2 separate regions of the Mus musculus genome follow, and region 2 is linked to region 1. The links are chromatin contacts, called in public HiChIP or PLAC-seq maps. All regions are on one chromosome and are shown on one strand. The core of a region is the stretch at or near the end of the contact, and the rest is flanking DNA. Distances in the headings are between cores, read along the strand shown. Region 1 overlaps Cuedc1 (CUE domain containing 1). Region 2 has its middle 20 kb from the start of C030037D09Rik.

Region 1 (5,244 bases), core at 1,480-3,979:
TTCAGCTCTAGATGCATTCCAAATCCCTTTTGTTTAGTGTGAGCTGTGAGTTCAAGTGTGCAACAGTATAATTCTGTGTCCTGCTGTGTAGTCATCCATTTAAAGTTTTAAACTCTCACTTCTGAAATGTTCACTAAGACTTGAGAGGTGTGGGCACAGTGTATTATTCTATTTTGCCAAAAAAAAAAAAAGAAAAAAAAGAAAAAAGAAAAAGAAAATAAAAACATGAATATGTAATGTCAAAAAAAAAAAAAAAAAAAGAGAGCAGGCTGAGCAAGCCAGGTGAAGCAAGCCAGTAAAGAACATCCCTCCATGGCCTCTGCATCAGCTCCTGCTTTTTGACCTGCTTGAGTTCCAGTCCTGCATCCTTTGGTGATCAACAGCAGTATGGAAATGTAAGCCGAATAAACCCCTTCCTCCCCAACTTGCTTCTTGGTCATGATGTTTGTGCAGGAATAGAAACCCTGACTAAGACAAATTGGTACCAGGAGTGGGGTATTCCTGTGACAATCTGACCATGTTTTGGGGAGGGCTGTGGAAGGACTTTAGAACTTTGGGCTTGAAGATTCAACCGTTGTTAAGAGCTCTGTCGGATGTCGTGTAGGAGCTTGGAAGGTAATGTTGAGAACACTGCAGAAGATGGAGCTCTGGTTTGTGAAATTTCAGAGGGAAAATTAAAAACTCTTTTTAGGGCCATTGCTGTTTTGATTGTGAAGATTCTGTAGTTCTGGTTAGCTGGGGCTGAAGAATCAGCTGTGATTAACAAGATACCAGAACTACCAAAGCAAAAACTTTGCATTACTGGGACTATTGATGCTGGTTAGCTAGAGCTAAGAAATTAGCGGTGATTAAGAAGAGACCAGCATCAATGAGGTGACATCTTCTGGGAAGTGTTTTCTGAAAGCACAAAGAGGCTGTGTTCCAGAGATGGCCAAGGTTGTACTCCTGCTGCAGCGGGACTTGGTAATATGTACGGGTCACCCAGGTGGTACTGGTTTTGAAGGCATGAAGGGGTCACGCAAAGCAGCTGAGGCTCGGCACTGTGAGAGGCCATGGAAGGCCATTGGTGAAGGTGCAGCCTCAGTTGCAATTGAAGGCCCAGGACTGAAGGGGTCATGCAGTGTTTTGGAGATGCCAGTACCATGAGATGACCACCAAGAGCAGCAGCAGCAGTGGGGTACAGGCATCTGGAGCCTAGAGATGACGCGTGTGCTACAAAGGGCATGGCTGGAGAAGTGACCCAAGCCCTTGGAGGAGTCCTGAGTTGGATCCCAGACATTGGACAGTTGGAGACTGACTTTTGCTTTTGATTGTGACTGTGCCTTGATATTTTACCTCTTGAAGGAAGAAACTGTTTTAGTGGAGCCCACAGTTAAGAGACTTTTAATTGTAAAAAGACTTTGGATTTTAAAAGAGATGGATATTTTAAAGAGATTGAAATTTTAAGAATATGTAAAGGCTGTGCGACTTTTAAAGTTATTTAGATCTTGGGGATGAATAAGATTGTAAGGGTTAAGGCTTACTAGTGATGTTTTTGTGTGTCAAGTTGACAAGGGGTCAATTGTACTGGCTAGTTTTGTGTCAACTTGACACAGCTGGAGTTATCACAGAGAAAGGAACTTCAGTTGAGGAAATGCCTCCATGAGATCCAACTGTAAGGCATTTTCTCAATTAGTGATCAAGGGGGAAAGGCCCCTTGTGGGTGGGACCATCTCTGGGCTGGTAGTCTTGGGTTTTATAAGAGAGCAGGCTGAGCAAGCCAGGTGAAGCAAGCCAGTAAAGAACATCCCTCCATGGCCTTTGCATCAGCTCCTGCTTTCTGACCTGCTTGAGTTCCAGTCCTGACTTCCTTTGGTGATCAACAGCAGTATGGAAATGTAAGCCGAATAAACCCCTTCCTCCCCAACTTGCTTCTTGGTCATGATGTTTGTGCAGGAATAGAAACCCTGACTAAGACAGTTGGTGAGAATGGGAGGAGGTGCTGGGGACTCTGGGGCCTGTGGAAGAGGTTTATCTGGGTGCCTATCACATGGTATGTACATGCTATGCAACCTCAGTGGACTGCACACTTGAGACCCTGTGTCCTCTGTACTCTTCTCTGATGATGTCATCTATACCCTCCTTCGGTGCACTACTATATCTCTTCTCTTAACCCCAGCCTGGCAAGTAAAGGCCCATTTTATAGATGAGCACATTAAGGCCCGAGTGTGTTTTATTTGTTTTGTGGTATCTGGAATTGAATGCAGAGCCTCAAGCACATGAGGCACGAACTCTACCAGGGAGGTACAGCCTAGTTCTTTTTACTTTTGTTCTGAAATAGTGTCTCACTAAGTTGTCCTGGCTGGCCTTGAACCTGTCTCATTACTTCTCTTGGGAAGATGTGAAGAAGAGAGAACACCAATGACTGGCCAAAGAAGTGATCTCACCCAAGTCTAGGAGTGCCCCCACCAGCACCACCACAACAGTTGTATCACCAAAGGCCCAACCAAACACAGATAGGATAACAACCTCTTGAAAGCTGCATAGAGCCCCCACCCCCACCCCCAGTTAGCTAACCCCTTGACTACTCCAGCATCTCTCGAATCCATCTGCAGCTGGAGCAAAAATGCAACCCACTGGGAGGTGGCTATAGGAGAGAGGGAGGGGCTAAAACCACAGGTGACCCTCTAATGACCCTCCTGCCTGCCGTGAGGGAACAGGCCCAAGCTTGCTGAAGGGCTGGTGTAGGAAGTCAGAGCAGTTCTGACTAAGATGGTGTCACAGCTCAAAGGACCGCAGAACAGACCACTTCTGATCCTCCTGTCCTGTCTGCTGAGAATCAGATAACAGGCCCTGTGAGGCCGATGACTGGTTAATAGGGCAAAAACACCCACTGGCTTTAGGTCGGAATCTTCAACGAGGAGGGCTTTGCAGTCACGCCCTCCCCTCAGGCAGCCTGCACACCTAAGTAAGATAGATGCTCAGGGTGAGCAGCCTAGCTGCCTACTGTCCCTCCGGACCCTTTTCTCTTCACTGAGAAAGCAGGGCAGGGAAAGGTTAAGGACAGATAGGGTGAAGCCAACTTCCTGTGATCCAGTGGATATGAATCTGCCGCCCCCCCCACCCCCACCCCACCCCGAGGCATCTGGGCAGATCCCCAGCACACCCCTCCCCCCACCCCTCCCCCACAGCTCAGTCCCCACTTTCTCAGAGACCAAAGAACCTGGGAAGGGCTCAGAGACCCTGACTGACTCAGACCCTAAGTCCCCAACCCTGCTTGAACCCTGGGTTTGGAGAAGACACCCCTAAAGCTATGTCTCTGCTTCTTCTGGGCCAGGTTCCATTGATACAGCTGACTCCTAACCCAGCTGCGCCCAGAACAAGAAGGCTGGCAGAGACTCCCTGGCAGTGAGCACACTGCAATGCTCTGCACGCCAGCCTGACCCAAGGAGGCTCCCGCCCTGGAATGCGCGTTCTTTCCTGTGAGACAGAAAGTATTTAAACAGATGCTTCTGCAGAAGAAGAATGAGGCCGCCTGGCTGGCCAGGCCACTGCACTGCTCACCCCACATTCCACCAGGAAGGAAAAGGATGTGGGGGTGGGGAGATGGTGTGAGGAATGGGCTCCTGGTGACACCCCGTTGCCTAGCACAGGAGGTGCTCAGCAAGATCCTAGGGTACCCAGAAGACTGGCTGCTGCCTCTTCCAGCCCACACACCCCTATTTCTGACAGCCATTGGCTCTGAGGGACAGGGTCCAGGCCTGGTGTGGTGAGAGGGAGAGGAGCAGAGCGCTCCATGAATTTCTTCTGATCTGTGGTGTGCCCCCAGACTCAAGGAGCCCAGGTAGGCATGCGGGCCCTGTGTGAATACACTACAGTGCAGCTTCCTGGAGCAGCAAACACAGCCCTCTAGAGAGCAATGCTTGATAGTGGGGAAGAGGCAGGTGGTGAGCAGGCCAGTAAGGAAAATCTGTAGTCCCAGAAATGGAACCCCAGCGTCTTTGTGCCCCCCCCCCCATTTCTAGCCACAAGGAGCTTTTCTGGCTCTAAAAGTTCTGTGGTCCCCTAGCCCAACTCACTGGGTGATGAGTGCCAGCCAGGTGTTCCGGAGGCTGGGAGGGAAGCAGGCTCTGGGCCATTTATCTGACAGGAGCCGTTTCTCTGTGACAAGGATACCCCTTGAGCCAGCCCACCATCCATCAGCCTCGAGAGACGGGGCTTTCTCCAGTCAGTAGTTATTGTCACTCTTACTACTGCTCCTCAGAAATTTTCCGCAGCACTTTGCAGTGGCTCAGGAGCTGCCTGCTGATGGTCCCAGGCAGGCCTCCAAAGGTGGGGGTTGGGAGAGAGCCAAGGATGGCCCAGAAGGGGCTCAACGTGGACAGCAGATGGCTTGGGAACAGAAGCGCAGCACAGGATGGCTGCCCCGGGGGCTGAGGAACCCTTGCAGAGGTCGGTGATGCCATAGGAGCTGTGGGCAAAGCAGGATATGCCCCGCTTGCCAGAATCCAAGGACCAACAAGGCCATAGAGAGTCAAAGCATGCAGGGAACGTCCCAGCTCACACTGAAAGAATGCACCTACACGTGCACACATGCACGTGAACTCGTGCCTCCCTTCAAGGAGAAGCGTCTGGATTTTTCACTGTTCTTTCCATTGACTAATCCAGGCAGGTCAAAGGGGTGTTTAACAGAGGGAAAGGGGACAAAAAGCTGAGGCGCAAAGACATTGTCAACGGGGCTGATGAGAAGATGGCTCAGTTGGTGTTTGCCACACAAGGTCTTGGGTTCAATACATGGTACCTGTATAAAAAGCTGGTGGCCCCCACTAGTCATGCCAGTCCAGGGGAGGTGGAGACAGTAGAAAATCCCTGCAGCACCCTAACTACTAGCTAGCCAGCTCTGCCCCACAAAACCAAGGTAACTGGATCCTGAGGAACAACACCCTAAACTGGTCTCTGGTTTACACACATATACACACACAAACACTAGTATCATCTACTCATTGCAAACATCCCCCTTGTACCACTATGTGCTTGGAGAGAAAATACCACCACACTGGCTCAAGTCATCCTTGCCCACACAGCTTCTCCATGGAGAAAGAATCCTAGCACTCACTAAGGGAGGGAGGGGGAGGCAGGAGGACCAAGGAGTCTGGGTTTCTGCAGTCAAATCTAGCCCAGAGTTCCCATGTAAACACAGGTGACTGACTGCTCTGGTCAAGTTTGAGAAACACGAAAAGATGTATTTCTGAAGCATTAGAGGTG
Region 2 (5,538 bases), core at 489-2,988, 570 kb before region 1:
TGAGGCTATTTGCTTCCATTTTTACACTTTGATGGTCTTTAGCTCATCTTGGGATATTATTTTTACTTCAATTAAGATTGTATCCCTTGGCTGGGCTGTGGTGGTACATGCTTTTAATCCCAGCATTTGGGAGGCAGAGGCAGGTGAATTTCTGAGTTGGAGGCCAGCCTGGTCTACAGAGTGAGTTCCAGGAGAGCCAGGGCTACACAGAGAAACCCTGTCTCGAAAAACCAAAAAAAAAAAAAAAAAAAAAAAAAAGATTGTATCCCTTTTGTTTCTTATCATTTGTGAACAAGTCCTGTGGGGTGTTGTTCAACCAACATTGGTTTTATTGTGACAAACACTGGTGTCCTGTCTCTGTTTCTCAGTTTCCTGTCATTCTAAGTACAAATTCACACATTCCTTTTTTTTTTTTTTTTGGTTTTTTGAGACAGGGTTTCTCTGTGTAGCCCTGGCTGTCCTGGAACTCACTTTGTAGACCAGGCTGGCCTTGAACTCAGAAATCTGCCTGCCTCTGCCTCCCCAGTGCTGGGATTAAAGGCATGTGCCAGCACGCCCGGCCACACATTCCTTTTAATAACAAGTGGCTGTCATCTTATTCTTTCTCTATGTGTGAGCAAGCACTCACCACTAAACTAGAAAGGGTCTCTATAATTTGCCCAGGCTGGCCAGGAACTCACTCTGTAGCTTAGGCAAGTCTTGAATTTGTTACCCTCCTGCCCAGCCTCCTTAGTAGCTAGGAGTCCAGGTCTGCATTAGTAGGTCTTGCTTTCTTTTTGATGGGGGCTTATAAAGGGACAATGACATGCCTGGGGCCACCCAGCTTTCTCATAAGGGTGGCTAACTCTGACCTCACAACCCTCTGATTTCTCACGTGTTTGCTTCTCCTGTCAGTAAGGCCCGGTGGGCATCAGACTTGAGATCATTAGTTCCCATTCTCCAGGATTTAACAGGAAGAACAATGGTCAGCTAACAACAACAACCCAGCAGCGGTGACATCATCAGAGTGGCACAGAAGCAGGAAGGACCAGGGACAGAAAGATATCATCCAGAATATGTTCACTGGAGGAGGGGGGGTGCTTCCGGGTGGGCAGCATTTTGGCAGGGTGAGGAGATGCGGGACGACTGGAGGAGACAGTATGACAAGGCTCACTCTATCTGAATAAAAGAAGACAGGTTGAAGCCAAGCAAGATGGCTCACACCTGTAGGCTCAGCACTCCAGGCCGAGGCAGGATTGTTCTGGGCTTGAGGCTAGCCTGGGCTGTGGAAAGAGATGCTATCTACAAAAGAGCTAGTTTGCCTAGAGCTGTCCCCACCCTACTTAGTGACAAAACTGAGTTCCTGGAAAAGCAGAGGGACCCTAGGAAGGCAGCAGGTGACGCCACAGTTCATGGATTAGAAAAAAAGTCTGTGAATTAGAAAAAAGGAATCCAGGCGTGTGGCCCACGCCTTTAATCCCAGCACTTGGGCGGCAGAGGCAGGCGGATTTCTGAGTCTGAGTTCGAGGTCTACAGAGTGAGTTCCAGGGCTACATAGAGAAACCCTGTCTCGAACGCCCCACCCCACAAAAAAAAAACCAAGAAAGGGAAGAAGGGGCAGGTTAATAACTGTAATAAAGAATTGTATACATTTATTTTCATGCCAATTGAGAGTTTAAGAAAGATGTCCTTTGTGGCCCTGTCTGTACTAAGGACTCCACTGAAATATCCAGAATCAAGGAAATGGGTTTACGTATCCTGGTGCCTTCGGCGACTTAGTAGACTGTCCATCTAGCCTGCCTCATTCACAGGTCAAGGATATACACAAAGAAAGTGGGTTGGAGAGGGTTGGCTGGGGACTAGGGTGACAGATTGATGTCGCTTTAAAAAGGACATGAGATCTTCGGAAGCAGTGACTGGCTCCTGAGTAGACCCTGGTTTGAAAGAAATCATGTGAAAGAAGTAAGGGGAACAACTGAGAAACAAGTACACAGAGTGGGTGTCGGTGGTTATCAAGGAGTTATTGGCTGGGCATGGTGGTGAACGCCTTGATTCCCACTGCCTGGGAGGCAGACGCAGGTGGAGCTATGTGAATTTCAGGCCAACATGATCTACACAATTAGTTCCAGGCTAGCCAGAGCTACACAGTGAGACGTTGCCCGACAGATGGAAAGATAGAGAGATAGATAGATAGATGATCGATAGGTAAGATAGACAGAAAAAAGAAAAAAATTGATTTCAAGTTATATGAAAAAAAATCCCTTGGGATACATATGGATGCATTTACAATAAAAATGTCATAGTATCTGCAATTTTGTTAAACTACTTCAGCAACAGAGTAGATGAAATCCCTAAGACCGAATGTTACCAGTTTTTATGGAAGAGGTATGTGTTATTATGCTATTCTTTCTACTTTCCCAAGTTGTTAATAAAACCCAGAATAAAAGTTAAACTAAACAGGAAAGAGAAAGCAAATGCTTATGAATAATTTCAGGAAGGGAGAAAATTACTTGTGCTATAATGTTAGATGAAAGGAAAGCAGTAATCAAAATATAGCTGTGGTCTTCACACTGTCTGAAAAATTAATAAACAGAAGCCACAAAAGATGCAGGATGGGTTTCATATACATTACCATCAAGCTTCTACAACTGTGTAGGAATGGTGCTGAGACCCCAGACACACCCACACTTAAGCCTGACATGCTCACTCAAAAAAATCTATCCTTTTCTCTATATTAGCATCTGTAGATTTTCTCCACAGACAATGCAATAGCAAATATTCTTGTTTCCCTATGTAGCCCTAGCTGTCCTGGAACTATGTAGGCCAGGCTGATCCTAATCAGCCTATAGTGTTTCATACACTCTGAACTCAAGGTGATCCCTCTGCCTTGGCTTGGGAGAGCAGGTCTGAGGCAGCCCACCCTGCCCAATACTTTGAGTTTTGAGAACCACAGGTTCTTTATCACAACTAAATGGTGCTGTTGCAGTAGGATCTAGAAACTTAGGTACATAACCAAATAAGTGTGGCTATATGTTCCAATAAAGTTTTATTGACCAAAGCAAGTGTCAGGCCAGGTTTGTTAGTAACACTTCTAACCTGTAGCCTGGAGGCTAACATGAGCTGGAAATAGTCATGAGTATTGCCTGCGATGAAACTGTAAACTTAGGCAAACATTATAAGGGGTTCTGGGGTGTGTGTGTGTGTGTGTGTGTGTGTGTGTGAGAGAGAGAGAGAGAGAGAGAGAGAAAGAGAGAGAGAGAGAGAGAGAGAGAGAGAGATATTTTTCTTTCTCTTTTGGGTAATTCAATTGCAAGGTTCTGTTTGTTTGTTTGTTTGTTTTTCAAGATAGTGTTTCTCTGTGTAACAGCCCTGACTGTCTTGAAACTCACTCTGTAAATCAGGCTGGCCTCTAACTCACAGAGATTTATCTGCCTGCCTGTGTCTCCCAAATGCCAGGATTAAAAGTATGCACCACCGCCACCCAGCCAATTGCATGGCTCTTAAGCATGAAGTTTGTAGATGACAATGTCATACAGACATGTCAAAAACATGGACACACCTGTGCCTCCTCCCCTCCAGACCTTCAAAGTACTCAAGACAGGCACACAGAGCAAAGCAGAGACCAGGGGTTGGGGTCAGGATGAAGAAAGCATTGTGTGTAATTGTAGTTCTTGCTTCCATACTTTTCAGTACTTGTCTGTATTTCCCCAACTCTTCCACACACACTGCTATTTTTATATATTAGCTTTAAATATGTGTATCCACCTCTTTCCCAACTCTTCTTATTCCACTACACATTTGCATCGTTCTAAGTTGAGAGGACACTGAAGCTTCACTGTGTGGGGTCTCCCCACTCCTGAGCCACCCTACCTTGTTTGCCCACAGGCAACTGATTTTATTCCACTCGCTGTATACTCCAAAAGGATGTTAACTACATGCGCTAAGTCAGCAGAGCTTCTGTATTGGGCAACACCCAGGGACACCATTTGTATTGCATTCCTGAGTTGCTGTTGACACAGAGTGCAATGAGATTCTGTCCCCTGAACTTCACAGCAAACTGATCTGACCATGGATGGTCAGTACATGGGCACATGGGATGGTACACTTGCAGATACATGTAGTTACATATGTAGCCACATGAGTCTATCATTTGTCTCTATAGATATAGTGTATCTTTTTAGATTTATTTGTTTATTTATTATGCATACAGTGTTCTGCCTGCATGCATGCCTGCAGGCCAGAAGAGGGCACCAGATCTCATTATTGATGGTTGTGAGCCACCACGTGGTTGCTGGGAATTGAACTCAGGACCTCTGGAAGAGCAGACAGTGCTCTCAACCTCTGAGTCATCTCTCCAGCCCTAGTATACTATTATTATTATTTATTATTATTACTATTATTATTTTGTCTATCCTTTTTCTTAAAACTAACGCCAGCATGTTGTTTGTATTGCTGTGTATTTTGCCCCTTTCTCCTCACTTACTAATGTCTCTCCACACTTTTGTCGCATCAGTATATAAACTGTCCTTCCTTTTGATGGTGGGGAATAATGACGATCAGCACCTTAGAATGCCAATGTCATCTTACTGAGTTCTTTATAATGTGCCAACATTGTTCTAAGCATGCTGCAGGTATCAACACCTATGGTGCCCAGGCTGGCTTGGTTTCCACCCTTTTATATCAAACTGAATTGGTTTTAGCATCCATTAAAAAAACAACTGCCCCGCCCCAACCCACTCTTCCCCAAACTCTCCACAACCGCCATTCTAGCGTCTGTCATTATGAATTCGACCCCTCTGGGTACCTCCCACAGGTAGACTCTTGCACGGTTCCCCTTCTCTGGCTTTTTCACTTAGCACAACGTCCACAAGCTACCTACATTGCTGCGTGTATCATTTCTTCATCTCTTTATGCAGGGATGGTATTACACTGTATGCGTAGACTACAGATATGCCTTTGTTTATCCATTCGTGTCCTGATGGGCAGCTGGGCGTTTGGCGTTGGTGTTGCTGTGAACATCTGTGTACAGCACCTTCACTGACAATCATGATGACTAGGAATGTATATGTTTAATTTTATTTTTGTCTTATTTTGTTTAGATTTATTTTTGTTTTATTTATTATTGTTATTATTATTATTATTATTATTATTATTATTATTATTATTATTATTATGGGTTTTTTGGGGAGGTTCTCTGTATAGCCCTGGCTTTCCTGGAATTCACTTTGGAGACCAGGCTGGCCTCGAACTCAGAAATTTGCCTGCCTCTGCTGGGATTAACGGTGTGCGCCACCACACCTGGCTGTTTTATCTATCTATCTATCTATCTATCTATCTATCTATCTATCTATCTATCTATTTTGAGACAGAGTCTCACTCTATGGCTCTGGCTGACCTATAAGTCACTATGTAGACTAGACTAGCCTCAAATGCACAGAGATCTGTCTGCCTTTGTCTCCCAAGTACTGTTATTAAAAATGTGTGTCACCTTACCTCCACACATATGTAGCAGAGGTGCAGTTTGGTGTTCATGTGAGTCCCCCAACAACTGGAATGGCG

What was found. HiChIP or PLAC-seq counts read pairs in DNA pulled down with a chosen protein or histone mark.
Region 2: a contact with region 1 is called in an H3K27ac HiChIP or PLAC-seq map of embryonic stem cells, with 3 times the contacts expected there. The contact joins two enhancer-like sites. A contact is called at or near these places in 2 of 115 datasets of contacts at active chromatin or transcription factors (both in embryonic stem cells).

Annotation. Positions count from the first base shown.
Region 1 is chr11:88,171,371-88,176,614 of GRCm38.p6, reverse strand. The region is part of intron 2 of Cuedc1 (CUE domain containing 1); the gene reads right to left. Among named protein-coding and RNA genes, the nearest start is that of Mrps23, 30 kb to the left of the region's middle. Within about 2 kb of position 2,729, at least 146 of the 459 cell types and tissues checked have an H3K27ac peak or open chromatin away from gene starts, as enhancers often do. A contact at or near this core is called in embryonic stem cells, where this site is marked.
Region 2 is chr11:88,735,586-88,741,123 of GRCm38.p6, reverse strand. No RefSeq gene overlaps it. Among named protein-coding and RNA genes, the nearest start is that of C030037D09Rik, 20 kb to the right of the region's middle. Within about 2 kb of position 1,738, at least 9 of the 459 cell types and tissues checked have an H3K27ac peak or open chromatin away from gene starts, as enhancers often do. A contact at or near this core is called in embryonic stem cells, where this site is marked.